2 separate regions of the Capra hircus genome follow, and region 1 is linked to region 2. A link is a contact called in public Hi-C data. All regions are on one chromosome and are shown on one strand. Each heading gives the region's core, a stretch centred on a gene start, on an enhancer-like site or on the middle of the called end of the contact. The rest is flanking DNA. Distances are from core to core; before and after follow the strand shown.

Region 1 (2,700 bases), core at 190-2,689, 210 kb before region 2:
GGACAGAGGAGTCTGGCAGGCTATAGCCCATGGGGTCACAAAGAGTCAGACATGAGTGAGCAGCTAAGCACAGCACAGGGGCCATTGGGAAATACAGCTTTGCCAGGCGCGCAGCATGACCACAGCATCTTTGAGCTAGGGCATATGGCTAGGAGTCTGCAGGCCTCAAGCTCAGGAGGGAAGAAGTCCTGTGTGCCTGGTTGGTTAGAGGCTGCAACTGCGGAAAAAGCCTGAGCTGTGCAAACAGATGGGACTGGGTCAGAATCCAGCTGCTTAACTAACATGTGAACCAGGCAAGTTCCCTCAGGGTCTGCAAGCCTTGGCTCACTGCTCACAAGATCATGTCACCTACGTGGTGTGAATTAGAGGACATAAGCCCTAAGTTGACATTCGTTATCTTCTAGTCCTACTAAATCAGGGAAATTATTTTATACTTAGAAAATAATTACCTTGTCTTCCAGCGTTTCTCAGAGGAATTTATCTGAATTTTAAACACCTTTTGATGAGTGAGAAATGCAGTCTTTCAGTGTTTAAAAAGACGCCTGTTAGTCAGAGGCTAAATAAGTTGTCTGTGTCTAAGTAGGAAGGAGACAGGATGGGAAGGGAGGGGAAGAGAAGGGATGGAAGAAAGCGAGCAGGCATTCCTTCAGCACCTACTGTGTTAATGTGGTGCTGGGCCCAGAGAGGAAGAATTTTCTAGAGCAGAGACGTCTGGTAGAACGTTATGCAATGATGGAATTGTTCTATAGTCTCCATTTCCTATAGGGTAGCTAGGCGTGATTGCTGAGCACTTGCCCCCAAGCTACTGAAACTAACTAAATTATTAACTTTATTGCATTTAAATTAACCTAAATTGAAACGAAGAGTCCCGTGTCTCAAGTGGCCGCCATATCGGGCAGCGCGGCCTTGAACCCACCACTGAGTCCCCCTGCCCCCGCCCGGGGCGCCCCATGGAGCCGACTCTACCTTCCACGCTGAAGCTGCGCACAATGTTTGAGGCAGGGGTGGACGTCTTGTCGGTGGTGTATCTGTTGTATAGATCGATCATGTACTGCGGTGGCTCGGCTCGTGTTCTGTCCTGAGAAGGGACCCCACTCAGGTTGAGGTTGCGCAGAAAATCCACCTTCATGTTCTCCAGGAACATCCTCAGGTCGAAGGTGACCCCCTCCTGCTCACCGCCGGGCCCCCCTAGCAGGCGGTGGGCATCTCCCCCAGTGGACGGCCGCCCCCGGTTCCCCAGTGGCTTCCCTAGGGCGGAGCAGGCCAGCAGGGAGAGCACAGGCAGAGCCATCCGGAGCGCCCCACGGCCCATCTTGGGAGGCTCTCGCCCTGGTCTGGAGACTGCGGCGGCCGCGGTGTGTTAGCGGGTGCCGGGAGGAGGCCGGAAGGAGCCGGCCTGCATTGTCCTGCCCACAGCTCTGTACGGCGCACCCGGGCCAGTTCACAGGCTCTCACCCTTCTGCTGTCCCCGAAGTGCCCTCCACTTGTTCTTATCTGGCCCTCGATGCTGTTCAGGCCTCTTATCTAAGGGGGCTCTCTGTTAATGAAGGCTCTGTAAACATCTGAGAAACACACAGGGCTAGTGGGAAGGACACGGACTGCTGCAAAGAATCCGAGTTTCTCCTTGGGGTTATCGCCCCCTAATTAGGATGGATCCTCTCTCATTTCCTTGTCAGCTCTCAGAAGAATCTTGAGGCAGGGTGACATATGCTCCATCTCCTGGGCCACCGAAGCAAAGAATCCAGGAAAGAAAGAAGACCCAAAAGTCCTCCAAAAATGGAAGCGACAGCACAAGACTCCCAGAAGCCCCTGGGCTGGCCGCTGGGGTGGGGATGGGGGGTTGGTGAGAAGCCTGGTTCCTGTGGAACTGGAGTGTGCACCTGTGGCTCAAGTACTCGGTGCCTCGATTTCCCATTTGTCAAGTGAATTCCTGAGTCTTACATGTTGTGGGTAAAGGTGGCACATATAATTTAGTGAGGTGGTAGAGACTTTGGAGTCAGACCAGATGTGGGTTCAAATCCCAGCTCGCTCAGCTGTTCTTGCATGCATGACCTGGAGCAAGTCGTTTCACCTTTCTGGGCCTCCACTTCAGAAGAGGGCAGTGAGGACTTAAGGTAGTAAGTGCTGACCATCATGGCAGTCACCGCAAGCCCCAGTCGGCTGGGTGGTTGCTTTCTGGCTACAGCTTCTCTACCCTGGGTCTGACTGAATGGGAGCTTGGGAGGAATCCCCAGAGGCCCTGCACCTGCCTGGCCTGCTCTCTAGAAATATCACCTACACAGCAAGGCCTCCTGGCCCTGGCACCCAAGTACAGCTCTGTCAGTGGTCTGGGGGTGATGGTGAGGTCTTGATTCATCCGGGTGGTTGCCTGGGCCACACTTGTCAGGAGAACCATGTAATCTGGGAGGCAATGGAGCAGGGAAGCACTGAGTCCAGGGCATGTCCAGGAGACGTTTCCCCTACCTGAAGAAGCTGAGAAACCGTGGCCCAGTTGAGCCCTGCTAGGCTTCAGGGTCTGTGTTATTTTAAGAATGGCAGCCCCACACTTAGATCTGTCCATTTCCATTGCATGTGGGTTTGACCATAGCAAAGAATAAGCATAAAATATTCTGGGAGTCTACTGTGAGGAGGATTTAAATGTGAGGTTTTTCCAAGCTGGTGAGGCTTCTGGGGGTGAGGGGTGCAGTGAGCTAAGCAGAT
Region 2 (2,700 bases), core at 63-2,562:
CTGGGATGCTGGGGCAGGGCGCAGGCTGCAGAGGCAGGCAGGGGCCAGAGGGCCTGGGCCTTCGGGGCCTGGAGAGACGCGCTAAGGCACCCCCACTTTAGATTCTAAGTGGCAAGCAGCCCCGGGAACAGAGGTGCTGCAAGTGCAGAAAGGCCTCTTTCCTGCTGCGTGGGGACCATTCCTTGTGGGAACACGGAGCATGGCTTCAGAGCAGGTTCCCACTGAAGCTCTCGTGAGTGGAACTGGGCAGCTGAAGCCTGAGAGACGTGATCCTAGAGGGATCACCAACTAGGGAAACGTCCCCCCGTTCAGGCAGAGCGGTGGGGAAGAGAGGGAAGGGATGGCAGTGTTTCAGTCAGAAAGCCAGGCATAGCTGGACTAACACTGTCGGGGGTGCGCAGGCAGAGGGCCGTCCGGGTATCCAGTATGAGCCTCTGTGACAGGCCCTGGGGACACAGAAGTGGGAAAGGAAGGGTGGCAGCGGCAGCTTCCTTGCAGCCAGGCCGAGGATGAGGAAAAGGGATGCTGAGCCTGGGTGGACAGGGCCAGGGGAACAGAGACCCTCACATGGAGGCCTGAGCCCCCAGAGCAGCACGTGATCTTCTGTTGGCCGAGGGAGCCTGGGTGGCCCCCTCCCCGCCCTTCCTATGCTGTCCCTTCCTGGGGTAAGGTGGCTTCGTCATCAGGTCTCTCGCAGGAGTTAGCCGGGCAGCGTGCCCTGCACACCTGGCTCAGAGGTGGGTGCAGATCAGGTGTCCCCTCCCCCTCCCCCAGTGGTGCTTGCTCAGGCCCGGGCTGGGTCTTGGTCACCTCCCCATCCAGCCACCTTTGGTCATCTCAGGCAACTGAGGGGAAGCCTGGATTCCCTGACTAGGGGACTCCAGAGTCTTCAGAAACGCAGAGGGATCAGCCTGCCTCTCCCCCTGCCCCAGCCCCCCCCCCAAACTCCCCAAAAGCTCCTTCCCAGCTCCATGGCCTCTGAGCCCAGTCTGCCCATGTCCCACTGGAAAGGGTCCTGCCTGGCTAGACTCAGGACTTCAGAACTGTGTCAGGGGCTCGAAGGGCAGCCCACATGGCAGGAACTAGCAGCTGCAGGAACAAGCTGGGCAACCCCAGGCCATGCCCATGGCTTCTTCCCCTTCAAGAAAGAGGCCATCAATGTCCGCTCATTCTGCTCTGGGCTCCCAAGCCCTACAGTCACCCCCACCCCAGCAGACAGAGGACGAGCAAAGCCCTGATTACACAAGCCCCTCCACCATCTGGCCTCAGTCTTCTCTTGGTCCGCGACCCCTGATGCACCCACAACTTCCCTGCCCTGCCCCCAGCACAGCCCCCTCCACTGAGCCCAGGGCAGGACCAAGGTGGGCCCATAGCAAGGAATGAAGGCACTCCAGGTTTCCTTCTCCTCCCGGCTGTGTGGCCCTGGGCGGTTGCTGAACCTCTAAACCTCAGTGTCCTCACTGGACAGGTTATTTGTGAAGATCCAAGTCAGTATTGCATGAAAAGTGCTTTCACGGTGCAAATGAAGGCTTCCTTCCTCCCAGAAATTAACAAGTGCAGCGCTGGGAAGTGGAATGTTAAGCCCATCCTCAAATAGAATTCGGGTGGGTCTGGTGGCAGCAATTTCCAGATGAGGCTCATGTGTTGGCCACAGACTTCTGCCTGGGAGCGCAGCTGGGAGCGCAGATCTGACGCGCAGCAGTCAGGGCTCGCCCGGCGCCGGGGCTGACCTGCGGCTGCGCGGGCAAACAGCGCCACCTACTGGATGTAGCTGACGCCGCGAATCAGTGCGCAGTTTTACGGGGTGGGCGTCCTGTTGCGCCCTCCTATCCCACCTCTCTCACGCGTGACAGGCACACATACACCACAGCGAACACTTACCACAGCCCTTACCCACACCTGCACCCACACACAGATGTTTCCCAGCCTCCCCGCTGCTGGGTCTCGCCTTGGGCCTGGCCATCAGCAGCTGTAAAACAATGCTTCCTTTTTCTGTCCCAAAACTGATTCTGGGACTTGTGGGGACAGCCAAACTGTCTGAAAGGGAAATGGGGTGAGGTCACACTCGCTACGGGCCTGGCGCTGCCAGGCTTCAGGCCGTGACGTAGGTGTCACCATCGCACAGAAAGGACGACCTGCCCAAGCCCACCCGTCCAGGGAGGGGCTCCAAACCCCAGGCCCTGAGCGGATGCCCGCTCCTCTGAGATCCACAAACTACTGCATTTTGTAGAATGTTGCTACGGAGCCTGTAACTTCCTTCTGAAATTAATATTTTTATTTGTGCTTGGCCCAGCATTCTATTTTTGGTCCCAAGATGATTTTCTAAGTGACAACAGAACCCCAGTTCTCAATGCCCATTGCTAACCCTACCTTGTGCTCAGCCTCCTCCTGACAATGGGGTGTGAGTGTGAGTGTGTACATGTACATGTATGTGGTTTGGTAAGAGTGTGTGTGTGTGTGTGTGTGTGTGTGGTTTGTGTACCTCTGAATGTGTGTACATATGTGTACATGCAGTATTGTGATAAGTGTGTGGTATGAGTGTGTGGAGGGTGGGGTGGGGTTTGTGGCACAAAGGCTGCAGTCAGAGATGGGTGGGGTCAAATTGGCCTTGGGTATCCCATCTCCTCTGTGTAATTCCTCTCCTTGAACAGAAGGTGCCCCTAGTGACTTGCTTCTAATGAAGAGAATATGGGAAAATGA

The links. Hi-C and Micro-C count contacts between places; a contact is called where the count stands out from the background.
Region 1: a contact with region 2 is called in a Hi-C map of liver, with 4 times the contacts expected there. The contact joins the promoter of GDF2 here to the enhancer-like site in region 2. A contact is called at or near these places in 2 of 5 Hi-C or Micro-C datasets (blood and liver).

The regions. Positions count from the first base shown.
Region 1 is chr28:3,480,947-3,483,646 of ARS1.2, reverse strand. GDF2 (growth/differentiation factor 2) reads right to left here and starts at 1,439. Exons shown (of 2, transcript XM_005699334.3): 1 at 967-1,439. The coding sequence starts at 1,312.
Region 2 is chr28:3,268,348-3,271,047 of ARS1.2, reverse strand. No RefSeq gene overlaps it. Among named protein-coding and RNA genes, the nearest start is that of PTPN20, 62 kb to the right of the region's middle. Within about 2 kb of position 1,312, at least 1 of the 5 cell types and tissues checked has an H3K27ac peak or open chromatin away from gene starts, as enhancers often do.